2 separate regions of the Callithrix jacchus genome follow, and region 2 is linked to region 1. The links are chromatin contacts, called in public Hi-C maps. All regions are on one chromosome and are shown on one strand. Each heading gives the region's core, a stretch centred on a gene start, on an enhancer-like site or on the middle of the called end of the contact. The rest is flanking DNA. Distances are from core to core; before and after follow the strand shown. Region 1 holds the start of DNAJB6 (DnaJ heat shock protein family (Hsp40) member B6). Region 2 has its middle 34 kb from the start of DNAJB6.

Evidence for each region. A called contact is a pair of places that touch in the nucleus more often than the background predicts.
Region 2: a contact with region 1 is called in a Hi-C map of induced pluripotent stem cells, with 4 times the contacts expected there. The contact joins the enhancer-like site here to the promoter of DNAJB6 in region 1. A contact is called at or near these places in 2 of 3 Hi-C or Micro-C datasets (induced pluripotent stem cells and skeletal muscle).

Annotation. Positions count from the first base shown.
Region 1 is chr11:90,923,729-90,931,580 of calJac240_pri, reverse strand. DNAJB6 (DnaJ heat shock protein family (Hsp40) member B6) reads left to right here and starts at 4,473. Exons shown (of 11, transcript XM_078343338.1): 1 at 4,473-4,609; 2 at 5,565-5,662.
Region 2 is chr11:90,957,133-90,964,984 of calJac240_pri, reverse strand. No RefSeq gene overlaps it. Among named protein-coding and RNA genes, the nearest start is that of DNAJB6, 34 kb to the right of the region's middle. Within about 2 kb of position 3,039, at least 5 of the 16 cell types and tissues checked have an H3K27ac peak or open chromatin away from gene starts, as enhancers often do.

The DNA.
Region 1 (7,852 bases), core at 3,224-5,723:
TACGCCCCGCACCCACCTCTGCCTCTCAGAGTGCTGGGATTACAGACATGAGCCACCATGTCTGGCCTCTTGTTGCTTTTTTAAACTGTTGATGTTGACCCAGCCTCTTTGGAAGCTCCTTTATTTATTTATTTTTTTTTTTGAGGCAGAGTTTCGATTTGTGGCCTAGGCTGGAGAGCAGTGGTGTGAGCTCAGCTCACTGCAACCTCCATCTCCCAGGTTCAAGCAGTTCTCCTGCCTCAGCCTCCCCAGTAGCTGGGACTATAGGCATGCACCACCACGCCTGGCTAATTTTGTATTTTTAGTAGAGACAGGGTTTCACCATGTTGGTTAGGCTGCTCTCGAACTCCTGATCTTATGATCAGCCTCCCTCGGCCTCCCAAAGTGTTGGGATTACAAGCGTGAGCCATGGCGCCTGGCCAGAAATTTTTTTTTTGGTAGAGATGGGAGGCTGAAGTGGGTGGATCACCTGAGGTCAGGCGTTCGAGGCCAGCCTGGCCAACATGGTGAAACCCCATCTCTTAAAAAAAAAAAAAAAAGAGAGAGAGAGAGAGGCAGAGGTGGGTAGATCACCTGAGGTCAGGAGGTCAAGACTAGCCTCATCAACCTGGTGAAAACCTGTCTCTACTAAAAATACAAAAATCGGTCTTGTGGTGTTACCCAGGCTGAGGAATTCCTAGGTCAAGGAGTCCTCCTGCCTCAGCCTCCTGAAGTGCTGGGATTACAGGTGTGCACCACTGCGATCAGCCTGATACATATTTTAATAACAAGAAATACATATATTCCTTTTTTGAAGGGGGAAGAAAAAGCTATTTGTGGCTAGCCTGCCACTTACAATGTAAAATTCATGTCTGTGCTGTCTGCATTTCAAGATTAGCTCACAACTGCTGTAGGGACTTATTAAAGGTAAAACATCCCATGACAGTACTGTCTGTCAACACTGAGATGGAAATAAACCTCCATCGACCTCCTAGCAGATAGGTTACATGTGACAGTGCCAAGCTGCGCACATATCTGAAATTCCAGTCTTTGCTGAGATTACTTTACGTTTTATTATGAGATGCCCATACTAACACAAAATACTGTGCTATTTCTTCCTTTTGACCATTTGTATAACCAGTAAAAAAAAAAAAAAAAAGAGAGAATAGGCTGGGCATGGTGGCTCACATCTGTAATCCAAACACTTTGGAGGCCAAGGTGGGCAGATCACCTGAGGTCGGGAGTTCACGACCAGCCTGACCAACATGGTCTTTATAATAATAATTATAAAAGAAATTAAAAAGAAAACCTGTCTTTATAATAATAATTAAAAAAAGAGAATAGAGGCTGGGCTCGGTGGCTCACGCCTGTAATCTCAGCACTTTGGGAGGCGGAGGTGGCTGGATCACTTAAAGTCAGGAGTTGGAGACCAGCCTGGCTAACATGGTGAAACTTCACCTCTACTAAAAATACAAAAAATTAGGCAGGCATAGTGGCTCATGCCTGTAATCCCAGCTATTCAGGAGGGTGAGACAGGAGAATCACCTAAACCTGGGAGCTGAAGGTTGCAGTGAGCTGAGATCATGCCACTGCACTCCAACTCAGTCTCAAAAAAAAAAAAAATAGAATAGAGAATCAAGTCAGATTTTCCTTTGCTAACTGATCATCTGCTAGAAATGACATGCGGTAACACAAAGTTTAAGAAATATGAAAAATGACCTGGCACAGTGGCTCACACCGGTAATCCCAGCACTTTGGGAAGCTGAGGCAAGAGGACCGCTTGAGCCCAGGAGGTCAAGGCTGCAGCGGGTCATGACTGAACCACTGCACCCCAGCCTGAATGACAGAGCAAGATCCTGTCTCAAAAGAAAAAAAAAGAATAGAAAATATAAAGCAATCTTTCATTTTGAAGTATAAAAATTAGAGCCATTAACCAAGTGTTCCAGTTGTCTAAAATGAAGGAGCTGTAGAGGGGAAATTTTCCCTCCGGTCTCTGAGGGTTTGATAACGGAGTCTCTGAGCTAAGCTGACAGTAGACAGATTGACAAGAGAAAAAGTATACAAATTTACAACGCATACTAGGGCAACCCAGAATCCAGTGAGATCTGCAGCTCATGAGTTTTGCCTTCCGAAGAATCGGTGGGGGCCTGTGGCAAAGTCTGTCTGGGCATGGAGCTGAGGTCCCTTGGCACTCTTGTCTGGTGATACCGGTTCTTTCTTCCCTGTGGCTGAGATTTCCAGGAAGGGGGTCAAGACAATTGAGTTCCTTTGGGATGATCTATCTTTATGTGGTTAAGGGGAATTCAGAGAATGCCCCTCCCTGCCTTGGCAGGTCCCCATATGCCCTCGGATCGATGGCATACTAACTTGGTACTCAGTGTACTAGTTATTAATCAGTACCCTAACGTGGCATAATTCGGGGTGGCATTTCTTGAACTCTTTCATTACTAACAGTTCTAATAAACTACAAGTTATTCAAGTGCTAAAGGGCCTTTTACTTGAATATACCCCAGGCTTTAAGTGATCAAGAACTCATCACCGTTGTTAGTTGAGAAGGTGGCTGAGCAGGTCCCTAGAATTCAGTGTCAGCACATCACAGGATCAGGAAAGGCGTGACAAAAAGGGATTTTTATGTCTTAAAGGAAAGTACAAGGTGGGCGGGGACCAAGACAACACAGTAGCAAGCATCTGGCTCAATGCTGGAGAGGAAGACTGGGAGACGCGGGCCAGGCTCCAGTGCATAACTGCTTGTCTGCCTCCTTAGGCTGTGGGTCGACTGCACCCGTTCGCTACTGGAAACGAGTCTGACCGCACGGGGTCGTCTCCACGCGTGTTGTGTTGATCTCCAGGGTTAGAACCAGAACGCATGAGGACGCGGGAAAGACTAGAGGGCCTGGGGCTGACCTAAAGTCCAGCGATCAAAATGCTCTGCGTTTTCAGGAAACTACTGTCACGATTTAATCTAAAAAACCTCATCTGTATTTTCGGCCACAGTTTCCTTCTGTCATCATTACTTGGCGAAGTCTTCACGCTCTCCGGTTCGCCGGGGAACTCAGGGTGACTGGGCTTCCTTAAATTGGGGAGCGGGGACTTGTCTTCCCGGGCCTCTGCTTGGTTTTTTTCCTCCTCAAGCATCTGCCTTCCAAGTGCGGGGATTATACGCATGCGCCATCGCGCCCGGCGCTCTCACTGCCTTATTTGTTTTTAGTTTTCAGACAGTTTTGCTCCTTTTTTTTTTCTGAGACGGAGTTTTGCTCTTCTTACCCAGCCTGGAGTGCAATGGCGCGATCTCGGCTCACCGCAACCTCCGCCTCCTGGGTTCAGGCAATTCTCCTGCCTCAGCCTCCTGAGTAGCTGGGATTACAGGCACGCGCCACCATGCCCAGCTAATTTTTTGTATTTTTAGTAGAGACGGGGTTTCACCATGTTGACCAGGATGGTCTCGATCTCTTGACCTCGTGATCCACCCGCCTCGGCCTCCCAAAGTGCTGGGATTACAGGTGTGAGCCACCGCGCCCGGGTTTCTTTTCTTTTCTTTTTAAAAAGACGGGGTTTCAGCATGTTGGCCAGGCTGGTCTCGAACTTCTGGCCTCAAGTGATCCGCCCGCCTCGGCCTCCCAAAGTGCTGGGGTTACAGGCGTGAGCCACTGCGCCCGGCCTGACAGTTTTGCTCTTGTCTCCCAGGCAAGAGTGTAATAGCGTGATATCGGCTCAAAGCAACCTCAACCTCACGGGTTCAAGCGGTTCTCCTGCTTCAGCCTCTCGAGTAGCTAGGATTACAGGTGTGCGCCACCAGGCCCGGGTCATCTCTGTATTTTAGAGACGGGGGTTTCATTATGTTGGCCAGGCTAGTCTTGAACTCTCGACCTTAGGTGATCTGCCAGCCTCGGCCTTTCAAAGTGCTGTGGTTTCAGGCCTGAGCCACCGCGCCCGGCCCTCTTGCTGCCATTTTTAAACCAGTGATGTTGACCCAGCCTTTTTGGAAGCTTTTTTTTTTTTTTGAGACACAGTCTCGCCCTGTCGCCCAGGCTGGAAGGCGCGCTCTCGGCTGTTCTCAGCCCGCGCCCCAGCTTTCGTCCCGCTGTGGGGAGAGGCCACGCAGCTCCACAGGGGGGCCGCGGGCGAGAGGCGGGGCCAAGAGGAAGGTGAAGGGCGCGAGGAGTTCGCGGTTTCCAGAACCGGTTCCTTCTCGCCCACAACGATCAATCCCTCGTGGAGTCTTCTCGGCCTCCCTGGAGTAGGCCGCCCATTGGCTACGGCGCTTTCGGCACGTCTGGGTTCTCGGGTACCGTAGACGCGGTCTCGAGCTCCGCCCCCTCACCCCCAGCTTCCTGGCCTCCAAGTGGCGGCGGAAGGGCCTAGAACCTTCGCGAAGGTGGGGCGGGCGCCCCGACACCGAGCCCGCGGTATGGGCAGTGGAAACTGCGCATGCGCGGCGTCAGGACCGGGCGGAAGTTGACGATGCTGTGCCGCCGCCGCGTGACGCATTTCCTGTTTGTTGTTGGAGAAAGGAGAGAAAGGAAAGCGCGAGGAGCCGCCGCCACCAGCGCAGTAGTGCTGGAGCCCTGAGGAGATTCGGGCCGTCACCCCCACCTCCCCTGCGTCCCGCCACCGGTCGCCTTCGTCCTCGGTGAGCGTCTACTCCGAGGGTCAGGGAAGGTCGGCCGAGGGCCCCGCGCGCAGCCGGCAGACGGCGGACCTGACCCGGCGCCTCGCAACAGCGTGCGGGGGGTGACCGGGGTCGCCGGCCGGACTAGGGCTGGGCGGGGCGGGGGGGCCGTGGCCCGGGTCGCGGGGCGAAGGGTGGGTGGGGTCCTCTGGGGCTGGGGTTGGGGTTGGGGCTGGGGTCTGGTGCCGCCCGGCCGCGTCCTCCCCGCCCGGCGTCCTTGCTGGAGCGCGGCCCGGCCTCCGCGGCGGCGGTCGGGGGTGGGGGTGGGGCTTGGGCCTGGGAGCGGCCGGCTGGGGCCCGGGGGGCCGGGGGCGGGCACCGTGGGAGGCGTGGAGCGCTTGCTTTTCCTAAGCCTCCCGCACTTGGAGTCTGAAACCAGAAACGCGAGTGGCCGGCGGAGCAGGAATGCGTGTCCACGCCGCCAAGTTCGGAGGGAGAAGGGAGCAGGTGGTGGACTGCAGAGCGCTGTTCCTGGGAATCGCGAAGGGTGGTCAGAAGTTTGTGGATGAGCGGGCTGTTTCTTACTCTGAACGCCGCTCTACTCTGCCTTAAAGAAGCTGTACCGTGGCTCATGCGGCTCAAGTTCATCCAAGTTTATACTAAAACTTACCCAACTAGGAGGTCAGTGACACGCCGAGTGTAAACTGCAGACCATGTGTTGGCTCGAAAAAGGTTTTGGTGCCGGCGCATTTTTTAAAGGATGGATTTGCTAGTCAGATGTAAACTTCATTACTAATTTCCTCATAAACGAGGCAGGAAACAGCCTGAGTAGAAGGACCGTGCCAGCAACGAAGGGTTGCTGCCTGTGAGCCCGGAGGCTTCAGCCTGTTTGGGAAGAGTAGGCTGAGCGGCGCTCTTTGTAGTTCTCATCGTTTTTATTTTATTTTTGAGACGGAGTTTTGCTCTTTTTGTTCAGGCTGGAGTGCTGTGGCACGATCTCGACTCACCGCAACCTCCGCCTCCCGGATTGAAGCAATTCTCCCGCCTCAGCCTCCGGAGTAGCTGGGATCACAGGCATGCACTACCACGCCCAAGCTATTTTTGTATTTTTAGTGGAGACGGAGGTTCTCTATGTTGGTCAGGCTGGTCTCGAACTCCTGGTCTCAAGTGATCTGCCTGCCTCAGCCTCCCAAAGTGCTGGGATTACAGGCGTGAGTCACCGCGTCCCGCAGACTCTAGCCTTCATTGTTTACACTCTTGAGAGCCTTAAGCTTCCTTGGAGTTGGTGCTTTCACATTTCTTTCTGCCTTTTGTGATAAAAGGATGAATGCTTTTTATACACAGCGTAATGAGCTGTGCGTTTTTATGGATTATGTCGAATGTGAAATTTGGGAATTACGTTGCCTTCAATTGGTACATGTGGAGACTTGACAGGAAGTGGGAGAATAAAAGGTTGAGAAGCTTTTGAAAAATGCCCAACTAGGTTTAGTCTGCTGTGGAAGGTAAGAAAGTTGGGAATTTCAGAGGGCAAAACTTCTAAAATATTTGAAGGTCGGACATGTAGGTTCACGCCTGTAATCCCAGTACTTTGGGAGGCCGAGGCGGACAGATAACCTGAGGCCCGGAGTTTTATCAGCCTGACCAACATGGGGAAACTCCATCAATACCTAAAATACAAATAATTAGCGGGGTGTGGTGGCGTATACCTGTAATCCCAACTACACGGGCGGCTGAGGCGGGAGAATCGCTTGAACTTGGGAGGCGGAGGTTGCAGTCAGCTGAGATCGTGCCGTTGCGTTCCAGCCTGGGCAACGAGAGCAAAACTCCGTCTCAGAAAACGAAAACAAACCAAAAAAATTGGGATGAGTTCAGAACCCTCTTCAAAACGTCAGTATTTAAAAATTTATTCTGGATATGAAAGTGTTAGGTTTGGGAAGTAATTCTGGCTGTAGGGCAGTTTTTTTTGGAACACTGGGGAGTGTTGTTGAATATTGTACAGACTAAGATACGGCTATGGTATTACAGTGTGATACCTGTAACTGAGTGGCATACGTTAGCTTGTGTTTTTAAGCAAGCACTTAGTCCCTTGTATTAACTCTGGACAGTTTCAAATGACAGTGGTACCCGTCACCCCCATCAGTTTTCAAGGAAGATAACGCAAATCCAGGTTTGGGGTATGGGGTGGGATGGTCTGTTTGCACCTTTTTTATTTTTGAGATGGAGTTTCGTTCTTGTTGCCCAGGCTGGAGTACAGTGGCGCCATCTTGGCTCACTGCACCCTCCCCCTCCCAGGCTCAAGGGATTCTCCCACCTCAGCCTCCGGAGTAGCTGGGATTTACAGGCACCCGCCATCACACCCGGCTAATTTTTGTATTTGTAGTAGAGATGGGGTTTTCCCATGTTGGCCAGGCTGCTCTCAAACTCCTGACCTCAGGTGATGCACTGTCTTGGCCTCCCAAAGTGCTCGGATTACAGGCGTGAGCCCCCGCTTCCAGCTGTCATGTATTTATTTACTTTTTTTGTTGTCATTTTAAAAGATTTTTTAACAAGAGGGCACTTTAAAACTTGGGCAGGTATTTTTAGTCATCCTGAACATGTCGCTGTGGACTGAGTGTAACCCGCCTGACCGCACAGACAACGCCTTACTGTGGTCAGCAGTAAAGGTCAGCTTCTGTATTGGCTATTGCTTACGCGTATCTGTTGAGGAATAAGAGAATATAGTCAGTCTTTGTGAGTTGATGTTTTGACAGGATTTTTACTTTTTAATATTTATTTGCATCCAGGTTAGACACTGGATTAACAGGATTTTAAAAAAACATTTTTAAAACTTTTATTTTCTGAGAAATGATTCTGTTCAAAATCGGTTTGTTTAAATTTGTCCAGGACACCACCTTGTGGTGAGAGGCGGGTAACTGCAGGCTTTTTAGCGAGTAAGAAGAGTGGCAGGATTTGGCAAATGCTGTACTTGATGAATAGAACTTGAGAATCTCAGACTTAAAAAGAGGTTAATGAGACGAAAAGCAAAGTTGGTGAAAACAAGAATATGTTAGAAACGATGATGTAGGAATAGAAAAATGACGCCTACCTAGAAAAAATGATTTTCTGGATAAGTCAACTAGGAAAAATTGATGCGTTCCTTGTATTGATATTAATGAGGTGTTTTGTCAGAATCCTATGTTTTTGTATGGACATAAATCATGGTTGATCTTTTTCATGTTCTTGGAGACGTCCTAGTTGAGAAGTAAGTTGTTTTTTTTTTTCTAA
Region 2 (7,852 bases), core at 1,790-4,289, 35 kb before region 1:
TCACCCAGGCTGGAGTGCAGTGCCACAATCTAGGCTCACTGCAACCTCTGCCTCCAGGTTCAAGCGATTCCCCTGCCTCAGCCTCCTGAGTAGCTGGGACTACAGGTGCCCGCCACCAAGCCTGGCTAATTTTTGTATTTTTAGGTAGAGATGGGATTTCAGCATGTCAGCCAGGATGGTCTCCATCTCCTGACCTGGTGATCCGCCTGCCTCGGCCTCCCAAGGTGCTGGGATTAGAGGTGTGAGCCCCTGTGCCCCGCCCCATTTACTTCTTTCACTGATTCAGGTTATTCATGACCGTGCTGCTCTCGGGAGGGATAACTCAATCTGGGGAGTTCCCTAGGTGGGCACTGTCTCCACGTCCTTGCCTGGGCTCTGAATTCCCCAGCGATTTCAGAGGAAGTTTCTGACAAGCCAAAATCTAGGCCGCGTGATCCGACGGAAAGTCCCCGACGGCTCTGACTGTCAAGAGTACCCAGGCAATTTGGACACACGCTCCTCTTCCTGGCTGTGTATCTGATTAAGGAAGAAACTCCCCGAGTCATCTGACCCATCAGGGTTTGCTGTCCAGGTGCTCGGCTGAAGAGGTACCACCGGTCCGAGGTCACTGCCTGGCACGCGAAGGCTGTGATGGCGGGATGGAGGGGTTACAGGTCACAGTCACGTGGGCTCCAGGCCCTCAGACCCCACCTCCAAATGCCCATCATCCTGCTAAGGCATTTAGAGCATAAACGATATTTCACCTTTAAGGTTGTTTGTTAGACACAGTCAACATGGTTCTTCCATATTTTGAGTACAAGAACTGTGTTTAACATCAAGAGATTATCGTGTCCTCTGAGTGGTCGTGAATATAATTTCATTATTTATTGAACGAGAAAATTCTGAGGGACTCCTAATCACCGTAAATTTAGTAACATTGACACGAGCTTGTGTCTCATTCATTCAAACAGCCCGTACATTTCATTTCGTACCTTTGCCGGACACGTGTGATTCATGCACAAGGCTTGCTGCATTCGGGAACTTCCAAATCTTAGAGTAAGGCGGCCGCTTCCTTCCGGAGGCTGAGGTCCGATGTGAGGACCCCACGGCTGCAGGTTCCTGGGTGGGGCCGTGGGCCCCCCTGGGGGCAGATGAGCTTCACGCGGTTGTTGTGTGTTGAATTGTCCCTGAAAGGTGCGCTGAAGCCCCAGTGCCTGTGGGTTTTGGGAAGCAGGGTCGGCATCTGTGTGATTTGCTAAGAACACGTCGAATTGGATCAGAGTGGACCTCAAATCTCGCGACTGCTGTTCTTACAAGAGGAGGGAAATGGAGACACAGGGAGGAGGCCGTGGGACAACAGGCAGAGATGGGAGGGGCGCGTCCAGCAGCCGGGCAGCGCCAAGGAGGCCAGAGGCGCGCACAGAACAGGCCTCCTCTGGGAGGAGTTGCTTCTGCTGACACTGGTTCCACTCCCGGCCTCCGAGACTGAGGGGAGAAACCTCTGTTCTTTCGAGCCGCGTGCGGTGATTTTACAGCCGCCCTGGGAAACGCACGTGGTGGTCATGTGTGCTTTGCCTTTTATTGAAATAATCCACATGCGGATGTGAGAAAGCGCACAGAGCCCTTTGCCCAGGTCCCTCCTCAGTGGCTCAGTGCAGAGTCCCCACATGCCAGCACTGCCACAGACACAGACACGCCTCTCGTCAGGCCTCCTGGCATTTCTTGTACCTGTGTATGCTGCATTGTGTGTCTCTATATGTGTGTGTGTATGTGGTGTGTACGCTATGTGTGGTATGCTGTGGCGTGTGGTGTATTATGGTGTGTGCTGTGTGTGCATGTGATGTGTGTGTGCTGTGGTGTGCATGTTATGTGTGGTGTGGGGTGTGGTGTGTTGCGTGTTCTGGGTGGTGTGTGTGTGTAATATGTGGTATGTATGCTATGTGTAGTGTATAGTGTGTTGTATGTTGTGTTGTGTGTGCTGGGTGGTGTGTGGTGTGTGATGTAGTGTGTTGTATATTGTGCGTTGTGTGTGATGAATCATGTTGCGTGGTGTGTGTGTGTTGTGTATGTGGTGTGTGGTGAGTGTGTTGGGTGTGTTGTGTGTTGTGTGTTGTGTGGTATGTTTGGTGTGTGTGGCTTGTGTGGTGTATGGTGTGTGTATTGTATGCTATTATGTGTGTGTAGTGTGCTATGTGGTGTGTCGTGTGATGTGTGGTGTATGGTGTGTGTTGTATGCTATTATGTGTGTGTAGCGTGCTATGTGATGTGTCGTGTGGTGTGTGGTGTGGTATATGATGTGTGTGTGGGGTTTGTGGTGTGTGATGTGTGTTGTGTGTGTGTTGTGTGATGTGTGGTATGTGGTGTGTGTTGCATGCTGTGTGCTGCATGTTGCATATGTGTGGTGTGTGATATATGTGCATGTGTTGTATGTGTTTTGTATGTGGTGTGTGGTATGTGTTGTGTGGTGAGTGTGTTGCATGGTGTGTGTGGTATGCTGTGTGTGTGGTATGTGGTATGTGGTATGTGCGTTGTGTGGTGTGTGGTGTTTGTGGTATGCACAGTGTGTGTCATGTGTTGTGTATGTTGTGTGTTGGGCAGGTGTGTGTTGTGTGGGTGTGTGTTGTATAGCATGTGTTGTGTGTGTGTTGTGCATATGTTGTGTGTGGTATGTGTGTTGTGCGTTGTGTGTGTGTTGTGTGTGGTGTATGCTGTGTGTGTTTTATAGCGTGTGTGTGTTGTGTGCGTGGTGTGTGGTGTGTGTTGTATAGCATGTGTTGTGTGTGTGTTGTGCATATGTTGTGTGTGGTGTGTGTGTGGTATGTGTGGTGTGTGTATTGTGTTGTGTGTGTGCAGAGGCTTCTAGTTCTCTACAATTCCACTGCCCATGGGTGCTCACAGGCACCTGCTCCAGGAGCAGTTCAGCCCGCCCTGTGCCCAGCACTCCTGCTGCCCTAGCGAGCCCCCTCCCGGCACGGAGGACGATGCCAGGCTCAGCCGCTTCCAGTCTGCAGCCACAGTGACACCGCTGCCTCGCTGGTCCCTAAGCCGGCCTCGGCGGGGCGCAGCGTGCAGGCTCTGGGACCTGCTGGGACGCTGTTGTGGCCCAGCTCCGCACAGCAGCGTTCCACAGGCAAGCATCCCTTAGAGAGGGAAGGGATGGCTCAGGTGATCGGCGTGACACATCTCTGCTGTGACTTTTTTTGCTGCTGCCTTTTTAGGGGCCCCCGAAAGGTTCCAGCTGTTTTTGTTTTGCTTTGTTTGCTGTTTGGTTGACCTACAACGTGAGGAGGACTCCCTGTCCCAGAGAGAGGATGCGTCCAGCCCGCCCTCCACGTGTCCAGCCTGCTCCCCGGAGCTGCACGAGAGCCTGTGTGGAAGGGAAAAGACGCAGCTCTCGCTGGGAGAGGCCTCAGCACAGCCATGCGAATCCCCCTTACACACATGCGTTAGCCCACGCGTGCCAGAGGGCCCGGGTCCACCTCCCAGGAGGGCTGCCTCCCGAGCAGCTGGCACATGGCCTGCCCTGCAGGGGAGCTGGAGGCCGGGGGTGGGAGGGCCCTCACACACGTGAAGCCCAAGGCAATCGTGCTCACTCGCCATCATCCCACTCCACCATTCGGAAGTAAAAATGCCATTAGTCCTACCTCTGTCAGGCTGAAAGCAGACACAGCCAGTTTCTGTACGACCCTGGAGCCAAGAATGGCTTTTACATCTTCGGAGGACAAGACACAAAGGCAGGAGGATCACTTGAGGCCATGAGTTCGAGGCCAGCCTGGGCAAAAAAGCAAGATCTCCTCTCTACAAAAGAATTTGAAAAAATAAAAAATCCAGGCACAGTGGCTCACGCCTGTAATCCGAGCACTTCGGGAGGCTGAGGCAGGCGGATCACCTGAGGTCCGGAGTTCAAGACCAGCCTGGCCATCATGGTGAAACCCCATCTTTAAAAATAATAAATAAATAAATCAAAAGGAGAAGACAGAGTGAAAGAGAGTGGCTGAGTCAGGGTCAACGTGACCTCCTCCGAGGAACAGAGGCTGAGTCTTCCGTGAGGAGGGAGCTGGGCTCCGTCAGTAGCCTGCTGAGAAAACCACGCACAGTTTGCCCAGGGCTGTGCTCACCAAGCCACGCTGATGACAAAGGCGTGGTTTCTGGGCCGCCCCACACCAGGAAGTGGGCGCCCTTTGACAGGCAGGTTCTTGCGCTCTGGCTGATGCAAACTAGCACGTTGCTGGCACTGTTTACACAACCGGAGGTTTTCCTTAATCACCTGTTTGGGGGTTTTTGTTTTTTTGTGTTGGCTTTGGTTTTTAGTTCCAGTTTTTAAAATGTGTGCCTATAATAGATAAAACGCACGTTGTCAGAGAAATTCAGAGCATGCCCTGCCTGTGATGTGGACAGGCCCCGGCAACTCCGCTCCAGCTACAGGTCTGTAGCCTGAACGTTCACATGGAACATACAGTTTAGACTCCCCCAAAACAGGCCCCGCCTCCTGGGTTCCAGCGATGTGATTCTCCTGTCTCAGCCTCCCAAGTAGCTGGGATTACAGGCAGCTGCCATCGGGCTCACCTAATTTTTTTTTTTTTTTTTTTTTTTTTGAGACGGAGTTTCGCGCTTGTTACCCAAGCTGGAGTGCAATGGCGCGATCTTGGCTCACCGCAACCTCCGCTTCCTGGGTTCAGGCAATTCTCCTGCCTCAGCCTCCTGAGTAGCTGGGATTACAGGCACGCGCCACCATGCCCAGCTAATTTTTTGTATTTTTAGTAGAGATGGGGTTTCACCATGTTGACCAGGATGGTCTCGATCTCTTTTTTTTTTTTTTTTTTTTTTTTGCCAATCAGTTTGGGCTTATGAGGTTGCTCAGGTTAGCCTTGAACTGATGACCTCGCCTTCGCGAGCGCCATGAGCTCCGGCGGGAGCCACTTTGGACCCCGGTCTCTATCTCTTGACCTCGTGATCCACCCGCCTCGGCCTCCCAGTGCTGGGATTACAGGCTTGAGCCACCGCGCCCGGCCCCAATTTTTGTATTTTTACTAGAGACGGGGTTTCACCATGTTGATCAAAACTCCTGACGTTTTGATCTGCCTGCCTCAGCCGAAGTGCTGAGATTACAGGCGTGAGCCACTGCGCCCGGCCTAACCTGAGGTTTCTTTTCCGAGGGATGATGTCGCATGGATCATGAAGAGACCAAACACTGACTTGATTTTCTTTTTTCTTTCCTGATTGCATATTTAGAAAAAACTCTTTTTTTTTGGATAAACTTACTTGTTTTTCTACGATGTGAATAAACCTCAAATTAAAGTGAAACGAAAAGGCGATGCATATTTGAAATTTCTGTCGGCGCTGGTGAGGTGGCCTCCGGCAGGCTGTGGGGGCCCTTCCCCACCGCTCGGGACTGTGCGCCAGGCTCTGGGAATGCTGTGGGCCTCTTTGATGTTTGCAGGCCCCGCCAGTTGGTTCCGTGGGGGCGTCTTCCTTTGCTCGTGCGTCTCTGATTACTAATGAAATCTTTTTTTTTTTTAATATTTACTGGGCACTTGCGTTTCTCCTGTGAGCTTTACCAGATTCCTGTGAGTTCGGTGGCTGGGGCTGGGCTGGGCCTGGGAGACTGGCTAAGCCTGACTCTTTCTAGAAAGGGTTTCCGCAGCCCAGGGCAGAGGTCATCCCTGTTCCCGCTGGGCTGTGGTCCCAGAAGCGCCTGTCAGCTCAGCTCTCCTGCCCCGTCTCTCCGTCATCTCACCCAGAACGTGCTGTCGTCTGTGGTGAATCGGCCTTTTCTCAGGCCTGCTTGCCTCAGGCACCCCTGCACGGGGAGCCAGGCTGCCCTCCGGTTGGCTGGTGTGAGGGCCGTGGTCACTCAGCCTTGTCCTACTAGTGCTCAAGGGCAGTTCAAGTGTCTTTCAGCCACTCAGGACAAACAGAGAGGCTCCTGAAAAGGAGACTCATGTTCATAGAATTCTTTTTTTTTTTTTTTGAGATGGAGTTTTGCTCTTGTTGCCCAGGCTGGGGTGCAATGGCACGACCTCAGCTTACTGTAACTTCTGCCTCCCAGGTTCAAGGGATTCTCCTGCCTTAACTTCCTGAGTAGCTGGGATTACAGGGGGCGCCACCACACAGGACTAATTTCGTATTTTTAGTAGAGACGGGATTTTACCATGTTGGTCAGGCTGCTCTCGAATTCCTGATCTTATGATCAGCCCCCCTTGGCCTCCCAAAGTGTTGGGATTACAGGCGTGAGCCACGGCGCCCAGCTGGCTTGCTTTCTTAATGGTAAGACACGTGCAAGGTTAAATTGACCAGCTTCACCATTTGCAAGGATGTGGTTTGTTCGTGTGGCCTCCGCCGGCCGTGGCGAGGGCGTGGTTTGGTCGTGTGGCCTCCGCCGGTGGTGGCGAGGGCGTGGTTTGGTCGTGTGGGCTCTGCTGGCCGTGGCGAGGGCGTGGTTTGGTCCTGTATCCTCCATTTTCTGCAACAGAGCTCTGCAAGTCTTTCACCCAACACTGAAAGCTTATGGCCCCTGGACACCCGTTCCCCTTTCCCCTCCCCACTCCTGCAGCCCTTGGTAACCACCAAGGGCGTGGTTTGTTCATGTGGCCTCCGCTGGCCGTGGTGAGGGCTTGGTTTGGTCGTGTGGCCTCTGCTGGCCGTGGCGAGGGCGTGGTTTGGTCCTGTATCCTCCATTTTCTGCAACAGAGCTCTGCAAGTCTTTCACCCAACACTGAAAGCTTATGGCCCCTGGACACCCGTTCCCCTTTCCCCTCCCCACTCCTGCAGCCCTTGGTAACCACCTTTCGACTTTCTGTTTCCATGATTTGAACTTCTTTTTTTTTTTTTAAGATGGGGTTTCACCATATTGGTCAGGCTGGTCTTGAACTCCCAACCTCAAGTGATCCGCCCACCTGGGCCTCCAAAGTGCTTGTATTACAGGTGTGAGCCGGGACGCCCGGACTTGAACTTCTTTAGACACTTCCTATGAATGGAATGATTTTACTTAGGGAGTTCCTGGTACCAGGTAGGAAAACCTCAGAAGGTGGCTGGCCCCAGGGTACTCAGCCACCTTCTTCCCAGCTGTGGGAAGAAGAAGCTTCTCTAGCCTTCCAGACCTGGCCTTGACCCCAGAGGCTGCCACCTGGACCTACTCCAAACCCAGGTGTCTCTGGGCAGAGCAGCTCAGAGACGCTGCTGAAATCCTGGATGTCCGGTGTTGGTGTCGCTTGCCTTGGCCCGGGGGCTGTGACTCCAGCTCTGCAGGGGTAGGGGGACTGGAGCAAGAATTCAAGCCCCAGTGACAGCAAGGGGAGGCCCCTCCCTTCCGGAGAGCCCCCAGCCCACATCCCCGGGCTCCACACAATCCCAGAAATGCCTTCGCCACCAAATGTGGCCATTGGTTTGAGGCTCCTGAAGGTGTTATTGTATGGAGATGTAAGCTAGTCACCTGCTGGCTGGTGTAAGACACATCTCTAGTTCCTTCTGAAAGTGCCCGCAGACACGTGAGTTGTAGGTGGTACATTCCTTCAGGATAATTGAGATTATGCTTTTTTTTCCCCAGAGACAGGGTCTTGCTCTGTTGTCCAGGCTGGAGCTCAATGGTGCAGTTATAGCTCAGAGCAACACCAACCTCCTGGGCTCAAGCCATCCCCAACCTCAGCCTCCTGAGCAGCAGAGATGACAGACACATGCCACCATGCTTGGCTAATTTTTAATTTTTTATAGAGACAGGGTCATGCTGTGTCGTCCAGGCTAGAATCAAACTCCCAAGCTCAAACAATCCTCTTGCCTCGGCCTCCCAAAGTGACTCCTTGGCTGTTTTCAGGCTACTGTTTGGGTCTGGCTTAGGTGAAGGTAAAATGTGCCTTTCACCCAGTTCACTGTGATC